Regions from separate parts of the Mus musculus genome. Here region 2 is linked to region 1. The links are chromatin contacts, called in public Hi-C maps. All regions are on one chromosome and are shown on one strand. The core of a region is the stretch at or near the end of the contact, and the rest is flanking DNA. Distances in the headings are between cores, read along the strand shown. Region 1 overlaps Gm31037 (a long non-coding RNA gene). Region 2 has its middle 67 kb from the start of Gm31278.

The links. Hi-C and Micro-C count contacts between places; a contact is called where the count stands out from the background.
Region 2: a contact with region 1 is called in a Hi-C map of uterus, with 2.7 times the contacts expected there. The contact joins two enhancer-like sites. A contact is called at or near these places in 1 of 484 Hi-C or Micro-C datasets (uterus) and 1 of 115 datasets of contacts at active chromatin or transcription factors (fibro-adipogenic progenitors).

The regions. Positions count from the first base shown.
Region 1 is chr8:115,856,671-115,862,054 of GRCm38.p6, reverse strand. The region is part of intron 1 of Gm31037 (a long non-coding RNA gene); the gene reads right to left. Among named protein-coding and RNA genes, the nearest start is that of Gm31037, 3.1 kb to the right of the region's middle. Within about 2 kb of position 2,469, at least 5 of the 459 cell types and tissues checked have an H3K27ac peak or open chromatin away from gene starts, as enhancers often do. A contact at or near this core is called in uterus, where this site is marked.
Region 2 is chr8:116,416,335-116,421,873 of GRCm38.p6, reverse strand. No RefSeq gene overlaps it. Among named protein-coding and RNA genes, the nearest start is that of Gm31278, 67 kb to the right of the region's middle. Within about 2 kb of position 3,338, at least 9 of the 459 cell types and tissues checked have an H3K27ac peak or open chromatin away from gene starts, as enhancers often do. A contact at or near this core is called in uterus, where this site is marked.

The DNA.
Region 1 (5,384 bases), core at 1,220-3,719:
ACCTAAATCTGAAACATTTTAATACTTAAAGCTTTCTGAACATTGACATGATGCTACAAGTGGAGAATAGGATGGCTTACAATCAAAAGACAGGCATATGAGAAACACTGCCCAAGGTTGCATCCAAGAGGGATGTGTCAAAGTTGTTTATGAAATATCAGTGAGTCTCATCTTGGTTCCTCTTCCCTGAGATGGTTTCTTATCCATAAGTGAGCACTTTGAAATCTGAGGAGAATCCAGAGTACTTCTGGTCTCAAGGGTTTCAGTTTAGTGGCATTCACCCTGTACCAAAGTTTCCATAAGTGTTTTCTGATTCAAGAAGAGAAGGCCTTGTCTACTAAGAGCCTGTTTCAAACTAAAGAGAGGGCAGCAGGTATGTGGGTGTTGTATGGCTACCTCACTGGGCTGATGTAAGGATTGCGTGAGCCCCTGGATTTGTACAAGGCTTGTAAATGTAAGGCCCAGACAAACACGCACATTGTCAGGTTCCTCTGTGCTATGTGTGCCAGTCAAGCAACCCAATATTTTTTTTAGGGTGATGTTGACACATGTCAAACACATTAACATTCCGATTGAAATGACTCATTGGTTCAGGAGTCACTGCAGAAGCCCAAGAGGGAATTTGAGGGAGAGGCAGTGTGAATTGTTAAGAAGATTGTGACCTGCAGGCTTCTCTCTGTCTCTGTCTCTGTCTCTGTCTCTGTCTCTGTCTCTGTCTCTTTCTCGGACCCCCTCTCTGAATTGTTGTTGTTATAGAGAGGATACTGCTGCTATATATTGTTATTTATACCACCATCATTGTTACACTAACTGTAAGTCTATCTGAGACCCCAAGCTAGAGACTGAGTAGGAGGATGCTCTCCTCTGTCTTGGCAGCCTCAGCCCACCCTTTCGTATTAGCATATGATAATTTCTGCAGCATCCTCCCTGGCTATGCTATCAGTTCCATTCTCCTAGGCTTTCTCGGGAACTCAGTCTACCCTCTTTAGGTTGATATTAAGATGACAATGCTAGAGGTTGGGGTCAGTTTTGAAAGATGGCCCCCTGCCCTTCAACGTCTTCTCCCCAAGATGGTTCCTTAATTCTAAGGAGAAACATTATCTCAGAAAAAAAATCAAGAGGGACAGCTCTAGAAGTTGAATACACAAGGTTGGCCTCAGAGCACCATACACATACATGTACATGTAGTTACACAGACACAGACACAGACACAGACACAGACACAGACACAGACAAAGACACACACACACACACACACACACACACACAGAGAGAGAGAGAGAGAGAGAGAGAGAGAGCACATGAATATCCACACATGAACACAATTCTCACAATTCTTCATGTACTTGATATGTGTTACTGAAGTTGGTTGTCCAGTTTAATTTGGGTTTTAGAAAGATGCATCTGTATTTGGGGTCCCAATAAAATAAATCCAGAATCTAACATTGACAGCTAAATCTGATCCTCTTTCTGGTGAGATCATCACAGAGCACTCTTGATGTGCACTCTTTCCTGTGGGTTGAAAAGCCTCTCTTTTCAGGATATGGTCTCAGTGAGTGCCTGAGTTCCATAGTCCTTGTCTATGGTTACCATTGGATTAAGCTATATTCTTTGCATCCAAGTCTAAGGTCAACTTCCCCTCTCTGTCATGAACACTATCCCAGGATGATAGACTACTGTCCTCCCCCATCTTTAACTTTTTTTTTTACACATCACTCCTAAGAAGGTTGTCAGAACGCTGTTATCTGCCACCGGATGATCGTCAGCGTCTGAGCCACTGCGTGTTCTTTTTGAAGATGATCAACTTATGGGTTTAGAGTAGAATTCGGTTTCTTTGATACTGTCTCCCCAAGGTCAGATCATCACTGGTCTGATCACCTACCTCTGGTTCAGACCTTTAAATAGGCACTTGTTCCTATTAACAAGGATAAAAGCGGTTCACAGGCTCAGCATCTCAGTGTCGCTGGATAGAAGCGAGAGTGCCAGTCCCTGCTTTCCTGGATGATTAACTACAGAAATGGCTGGGGCTCAGACAAAACCACTGTTGAAGTTCACAAATTTCTAGTACTCATATTCCACTTCATAGATTCTCTCAGCTCATTTGCCTAGGACCCATCTTGGTCTATAGATGCATATAAAGGGCCATGCTCAATGTTTTCCTCAGACAGGATGATAGCATTCTGTGCTCCAAAGCCATGAAAATTATTCCAAGATTTGATTTTTCTATATTCTTCAAGATCTACCAGCAATCCCTAAGCCTGAGCTTTATTCTTGATGTGTCTCACACTATTATTGTTTAAGTTCAGTGGCTTTGCCAACACATTGTGACCCCGCTCTATAATGACGCACTGTGGCCATATGCCCCATCTCCACAAGTCCTGGGCTTGCCGCCCATGCTGTCCCCACCCCTGACTCCCACTCTATGCACAAGGGCCTCAGAAGGCAGAACTTAATTCAGACCAGCTGCCTTTCTTCTGCTGCTCCAGATAAACATGGGCCTGAGCGCACTGTGCTAGCTCAGTTGGACCCATGAGAGAGGTAGTCGAATGGCAAATCCACCTCGCAAGCCTGTAACGTTCTCTCATGGGACACTTGATCTGCCTTTCCCGTCCAGATCTGCTGAGTATTTTAATGTTGTAGTTTGTCTTGTCTGTTTACAACATCGTCAGTATCTATGGCATCTCTCCCAATAAGAGGTCACGAGGACCTTCCCTTGAACTCCAGCTTCTGCTACTTTGGGGGTGACCATCAACTTCTTGGAAACTGCTGCTGCCCCCAACAGTTAATGTCATGTGCATTGTGAAGCTTAGCATTAAAGATTAAAAAAAAAAATAACCACACTTTGTGGTGATGTTTGGTGTTCTTTACACCATGTAATAGAAGAGAGATAGATAGGAATTTTGAAAAATAGATTTCTGGTTGACCACAAGTGGAGAGAGACCGCTGACAGAAACGTTGACCCTCTGAGTAGCTCTTCCAGGCTGTACGCGCTATTGTATGACTTCTTTCCTTCCCTGGGGTTGCTGGGAAGGTCTTTAGGCCTCAGTTCTTTCTGTGGCATTGTTCTACTTACTCCTCAGCTGAGCAGATGCCAGACATCTAGCCCCTGGTTCTGTCATGTATGGCTCCAGGCAGCTCTGAATGCTCACATCATTGTGTCTAGACAGGCAGCCAAAATAGCCTCAAATGAGCCTCCTTCCCTTTCTTCCTTTCTTTCTCCCCCCACCCCTTTCTTTTTCTTTTTCTTTTTCTTTTTCTTTTCCTTTTCCTTTTTCTTTTTCTTTTTTTTTCTTTTTCTTTTCCTTTCCTTTCCTTTTCTTTTTTCTTTTTGTTGTTGTTTTGGTTTTGGTTTTTCAAGTCACAGTTTCTCTGTGTAGCCCTGATGGTCCTGGAACTCACTCTGTAGACCAGGCTGGCCTCGAACTCAGAAATCCACCTGCCTCAGCCTCCCGAGTGCTGGGATTAAAGGCATGTGCCACCACTGCCAGGCTCTCCCCTTCTTTCTTTCTCCCTTTCTCTCTCTCTCTCTCTCTTTCTTTCTTTCTTTCTTTCTCTCTCTCTCTCTTTCTTTCTTTCTCTTTCCTCCATTTCTAGCCTCCGTTTCTCCCTTCCTTATTTCCCTCCCTTCTCTACTTTATCTCCTTATCCCCTCCTTTTCCTCCTTTTTTACTGTCTCCCTCATTTTCCTCTTCCTCCTTCCTCTTTTGTTCTCTCTTTCCTTTTACTTTTTCCTCACTTCCTCCCTCCATCCCTTCTTTCCTTTCTTTCTACTCCTCTTTTCTTCCTTCTTTCTCTCCTCTCTTCCTCTTTTCCTTTCTTCCTTCCTTCCCTACCTCCTTTCTTTCTTCTCTCTCTCTCTCCCCACCCCTTGTCCGTGTCTTGAATTCATCTGGGAATCTCTGTAGTAAATTGAATGCACCATCTTTGCTCACCTGGGCTCACAAATATTGATCCTCACCCAGAATAAGGCTCCAGAGGTTCTTTCTAAGCACTATCTTCATCTGCTGTCAGAATCCTACCTTCCTTTCCATCCCTAGTGGCTAGAGCCTCCTGTGGGGAGACTCTGGACCATCTCCATCATACTGCCTGTCTTTCCTGAGAACCCCTAAGAGCAAAGGCCTTTTTAGGAGAATGACTGTTCACTTTATTGGATGATTGCTATCCTTGCCTAATCATATCAAATGCCCCCTTAAAATCTAGAAAATCTCCTGGTTTTCTAATAAGTCATACAATATCTGTGTTCTTAAGAAACCTTTCAGCTGGGCTTAAGCAACAACTTAATGGCTTGTGACAGGCAATTTTAATTCCCCCTTCCTGGATTTCTCAAAAATCCACATGCTCTTGGGTTCTTCTTATGCTTCTCTGCAGCTTTCTGGATTCCATGTTTTTTTTTGTTTTTTTTTTGTTTTTTTTTTTTTTTGTCTGCTATCAGCCAAGATACAGAATAGAGCATTTTACTGGTTAACAGGAAGTCTCCATCACACAGAACCTTATAATCATTTTGGTATACTTTTATTCTGGGTGTGTCCTGGGAATGACTACATTGATCTGTAAGCTCTGCTCCATCTTGCTTATGCCATTCCTTGCTCCCACCCTTCCTCCATCCTCCTTATCCCCCTCCCCTTTCCCTCTGGGACAATAAACACATTCCTCATTCTGCTTCCTACAAGATGTAATGTTCCTGTCATGCCCTTTGGGACCGCAGTCTGCATCTGAGAATTCTATGAGGGCATTCCTGAGAGACAGTCTGGTGGATTCTCTTATGTGTCATGGAATTAAACCTAATTACTTTTGATTTAATTGTACTTACCTTGGTGGGCATGATAGTCTTTGATTAGAAAAAAAATGGGAGAAAGGAATAAACAAAAGCATAAAGGGAAAGCACATGGCAGGAGCGAGAAGAAGGAAAGAGAGAGAAGAACGGGAGAAATGCTTACAGGACTTTGTGGTTATCTTCCGGAACACCGTTTTGAACTGTCCTATGTGCAGATGTTCCTGGGAGTGTTGGTGGAAAGCTGATCTTTGTGGCGTTTTTCATCCAAAAGCCCTGACCTAAGATGATCAATAGGGCTGCACTTTGTAACCATGTCCTTGATCGACTGGGCCACATTACACTCTCCCTTTAAAAACACTTCCAGAACATACCTAAACTGGGAGGAAATGACAGCGTCGTGTACTACTGAGCATAGACAAATCAGATAGCGGGTATCGCTATTTGGCTTTTCTTTGGTCATTTTCTTTAAACTTCATCAGGATTATTCTATCAGTGTTTTGGTAGTTCATTCTGGCCAATGAAACTGATGTCATTTGAAGGAGCACAAGGATTGGACACCATGGACCACGGTCCTTTTTTAAAGCCAACCTTTGGGGTTTTTGTTTGTTTG
Region 2 (5,539 bases), core at 2,089-4,588, 560 kb before region 1:
TGCCTGTCTCTATCTGCCCATTGCTGGCATTATATGCATGTCAGCCATGCGGCTTTTTAATTTTTTTTTGTCAATGAAGGATTTTTTTAATAAAGTTCAATAAGAGTGCCTGGCAAATACAGAAGTGGATGCTCACAGTCATCTATAGGATGGAACACAGGGCCCCCAATGGAGGAGCTAGAGAAAGTACCCAAGAAGCTGAAGAGGTCTGCAACTCTATAGGGGGTGGGGACAACAATATGAACTATCCAGTACCCCCAGGGCTCATGTCTCTAGCTGCATATGTAGCAGAAGATGGCCTAGTCGGCCATCATTGGGAAGAGAGGACTCTAGGTCTTGCAAACTTTATATGCCCCAGTACATGGGAACGCCAGTGCCAAGAAGTAGGAGTGGGTGGGTAGAAGAGCAGGGCGGGGGGAGGGTACAGGGAGCTTTCAGGATAGCATTTGAAGTGTAAATAAACAAAATATCTAATAAAAATATAATAAAAAAGAAAAAGAAAAAGAAAAAAGAAAAAAAAAGAAAAAGAAAAAAAAAAAAAGGAAAAATGCCACGTGGCTTTTTACAGGGCTTCAGGATCTTCAAACTTAGGTCCTTGTGCTTGCAAAGCAAGCTTAATTCTCTGCTGAGCATCTCGGTGGACTTCACTGTGGAACTTAGAGCCTCACTGGATAATGAGTCTTTTCTCTGAATAGTTCTTACCCATATGTTGTTCGTAAGAAGCTTAATACCTCTGTACCTCAGCTTTCTTGTCTATAAGACGCAGGTAGGGGGTTCTTTTCTAATCCTTGAGTTGATTATAGTGATTAAATGACCTAATGTCACCCTTGTAATGATGTCTGGAACACAGTAGATACTCAGTGCTTGTCAGCCAACATCATTCACTGTGTCCGGAAAAGAGAAGGCCTGTCTACTTTGGGGTTATGTTCTATGTCATCTTCACTTATAAAGGGCACCTTGGCGCTGGGAAGATGGCTCAGTTAGCACGCTGCTTACCCCACACACATGAGGGTCTGGATTCAGATCCCTAGGACCCACATTTAAAAAGCCAGAACCAAAACTAAAAAGGCTTAAGATACCGACATAGACTTGCAATTCTCGCGCCAGGAAGGCAGAGATGGGATCAGAAGCTCAATGGCTGGCGAAATCAGTGAGCTTCAGGTCAATGAGAGACGCTGCATCAGAATATACAGGAAAGGGGGACAGAGGAGGTAGCCCAACAGTGGCCTCTAGCCTCCATTTGTACACACACACACACACACACACACACACACACACACACACACACAAAGAGTGAGTACTATTAGACCCTAAGTGGTTTATCATATTGATATGAAAATATTGTCCTTAAAATATTAGGTGTTTCAGATGTGTAATACCACCCTATTCATTTTGAATAAATAAAATGTTTATGGGGTGACTGCTCAAAGCCAGATGTTGAGTTGGGTACAGACACACGTCAGTGAGAGAGAAGTGGGAGAAGACAAATCAGGGCACAGATAATATTGATAGACCCAGGAGAGTCCAGTATAGAAGAGTGAATGCCATGGGCACTGGGAGGAGGAGAAACACTTGACAAAGGATTACAGGACACAAGGTCTCAGGAAACAGATGTTGGAAAGATGGAATCTGGACACAGACCTCAGTTGGGAAGAAGGCAAGAGCAAAGCCACAGAAGGATGAGTCATGCTTCCAATTCTTCCTCCAGGAGCATCTCCGTAGCTCAGTGTCCCAGTGTGGTACTCTCATGTTTTATTCATAGGGGTACACCCAGGTGTAAGGTCAAAGGGTGAGGTCATGGTAGCATGCATTGGGTTTACTGTATGTTAAAGATTTATTTTATTAATTTTTAATTAGATGTGTGTGTGTATGTGCACATAAGGGCAGTGACTATGGAGGCCAGAAGAGGGCGCTGGATCACCTGGCTCTGGAGTTGCAGGTAGTTATAAGCTGCCCAACTTGGGTTCTGGGAACTGAACTGGGATCCCTTACAAGAGCAGTACATGCTATGAACTGCTGAACCATCTCTCCAGCCCCTGGCTTTTTATATCTTATAATCTAGTCAGCTGTTCATTAAGACATGGGAACGAAGCCTATCAAAGCCAGTTTATCCAAAAATATGGACTCAGAAACCTGGCTGCTTGTACGTCTAGCTAGGTGTTCCTTCTCCTTCTCTTGCCCAGCTAGAGTTTCATGATGCAACTTGGGGTTGGGTCTAAACTCACCATGTAGTCAAGGCTGACCTTAAACTCCTGAACCTCATTATCCTCCCTGTGGGGGCTTACATTATGGACCATTATACACAGCTATTTCTTTAATTTGTACATATTACTCTTTTTTTAAACCTTCTCTTTCCTGTTCTTTTTTTTCCTCACCTCTGCTTTCTCATTCACCTATGTATTCTCCAACATCATTTCCCCCCCCCCCCCAGGGATGTGAAACCAGCTTTATTTGAGTATCGTCTACCATTAGCAACCATCCTCCATACCCAAGAGATCCCATTATTTCATCTCCTTGGAATAGAGCATCCCATTCATTCCTAGTATATCTGTTATCTCTGTACATTACAAGCAAGATCTCATTAGTCACGTTAGGGAGGTAATGACAGGAGAGGCAGGAGGAAGGGTGGGGACTGTTGGAAGAGCAGGGACTCCAGAGCAGTCTAGGTAGTGAAGTTCTTTAGCATGTTTGGAAATTCTGAGAGAAAAGACTAAGGGACACATAATGGCCCCACAGGGAAGACATTAAAACTGACCAGGTCAGTTTGAATCTATGTTCTCAGTGACTGAGTTGTTTGAATGGTTTGGAGCAGAGCACCATGTCTTGTTTCCTATTTCGGAGGCCAAGCAATTATCTGATCGGGTTCATCTCCACATTGAGGGGTCACTGGTAACAGAGACGGGAAAGATAGAAAAGAAGAGAGAACAGGGGACTCTGTGAAGGAGAGAGACCTCACCCAAATCTGCTGTGCTGTGGGAACTCTTCCTGATCTTTTGTCTCTCCATATGGTTGAAAGGTGCAGGATTAGAATCCTATAACGACCACTACAAAGGATCCCCAAGATGATGACTGAGAACAGGAAGAATTTAGTCATGTGTGGGTCTGGAGCTCAGAAGGTTTGAATTAAGACGTCAGCAGAGGTCACATTCTCTCTAGAGACTCTGGGGGAATATCCTTCCTCGACTCTCCTCATTTGTGACCGCGTCAGATGTTCCTCGGCTTGAGGTCGCATCGCTCCAGCCTCCACCTCTGTCTTCTCATGACCTTCTCCCTACATCTCTGTTCTCCTCACATCTCACTCTGCCTTCTCTCGCCAGCAACACCCAACACCGAAGTTAGGACTCACCCCAAATCCAAGATGATCTCATCTGGAGATTCTTAAGTGGTTACATCTGCGAGGACCCTTCTCTCTCAACCTAAGTCTTAGTCACAATTTCCAAGGCTCAGGTCCCAGCCATATCTTTTAAAGATCACTGTTTAATTTATCACAGCAGACCTAGGGTTTGTAGAAGGGCAGGGACTGTGTGGCGTGTATCTTTGCACAGTATTTAGATGGCGACTGAATCTTATACAACAGATTATATGACACCTGATACTTGCTGCACCAAGGTCCAAGTGTGGGAAGGAAGTAGGTGGAGAATAAGTGGAGGAAGATTGCCCTGAGTCACCCTGGGCTGGCAGGGTAGGTGGGAGTGAGTTTGGTACATACTATGCTGTGTTTTTGTTTGTTTGTTTGTTTGTTTGTTTGATTATTTATTTATTTATTTATGTGTGTCCACGTGTGAAGGCTTGCTGTCAGGTTGCAGAGGACAACTTGCAGGTGTTGTTTCTTTCCTTCTCCCATGTGGGGTCTGGATATTGAACTCAGGTCATTAGGCTTCATGGGAGGTGGCTTTGCCCATTGAACCATCCTGCTGGCCGCCTGCGCTTTGGTGATGTGGGTAGGGTTGATCCACTCTGTGCTCTCACGTGTGTGTGTGTTGCGAATTTCTGAAAATTAAAAGATGTCAAAAGAATACAACTGAGGCTACTCCATGCCCCAGGGTAAACCGCTCATTCCTTCCCTTTTTTTTATTTCGATTGAGTACCCACAATATGATTGGGGTTTGCCATTCTCTTCGCCGATAAGAGTCCGGGGAAACCCCCACAGCTCTGTTTGTTTTTGATCTGTGCCAGGTCACTGTATATGACATGACAAGCCAGCCTAAAGATTTACTTTGTGTGGAGACGCACGTGTCCCTGACAAGATTTTTGTCTCAGGACAAATGTTCTCTCGTGCCGGGAGAGTGGGAGATTCATGTCACCGTGTCCAAACCCTAGGCGCTTGAAACCTGACTAACCAGGATCTTGTTGGAAGAAAACAGTTTGTTTTTCTTAATCATCCTAATGTCACTTCCAAGTAGGCATGGATGACAGCTATTCCCTCCCGATTCCATAAACTAACTGTCATAGGGAAAGATGGGCCTATTTAACCACAGGAAGATGTTAGAACAGCTTAATTGTGTTGCTTCCACAGCAGATGGCTGTTATCAGTGGAGGAGGGGAAGGCAGAACCCAAAGAACCAAATGCAGACAAAGACATATAGGCAACTAACTGTATTTTTGTATTGTACTGTAATGTGTGTGTGTGCATGCGTGTGTGTGTGTGCCTGTGCGCATTCATGAGCACGCATGTGTGTCTGTGTGCATGTATGCTTACTTTATTCCCCCTTATGTTTAGTTCCACCCTGAAGCATATGGTAAAAATGGTGTCAGCAGGAAGGTTCGCTGCGTTATTTAAAATCCTATGGCCACCACTCCAGCTATGTTGTTGACAGTTAAAAATGACATATCTATTATTCATGTGGTCCCCTATGACATAGGAGAGGCAGCTTGAACTTGGCTGGAGATAAACAAACAGGAAAGTAATGGGGTTTGCGAAGTGAACCTGGATTTAAATGTGTCCTGGGCCACTTCAGGCATCCATGCTACAATTTCCCCGGGGGTTAAGGAGCAGCCAAGTTCACACAGAAGCCCCACTCTGTTAAGGTGCCTGGTCTGTCTGCCAATTACCTTGGCTTCTTTCCCATCATCTTTATTAGGAGTCTATATTGTTTGGGTCTCAAACCCCAGTGGTGCCAATGGCTAATCTTGTACCTGAGGCCAACTGTGTCTCCATCCCCTGTAAGGGCCACTTTTCTCTTTAAGTGGATGCCATCATTTCTAACACTCAAAAGGCTGTTGAGAATTCAATGATGGAATGCGTATGATTTGTCCTATTTAAATCACTCAACAAGTCAGTTATGAGCTCTGTAAAGAGTAAAAAGATTCACTGGCCTCCAACCCCAAAGCCCTAAAACAAGTCCTACCTGACCTGGGGCAGGGGAAGGAAGATGCAGAGTTTTTTTCTGGGCTAGGACCCAATGCTTGAGGCTCAGTCACATACGTTTTCTCTAGCGACTATGGAGCCAACATTTGAACTCACCTCTGTTCACATCTAGGGTTGAGCCTCCTTAGGCAAAAAGTCAATGTGGGGTTTCCCCCTTCCTTGAAACTCTTT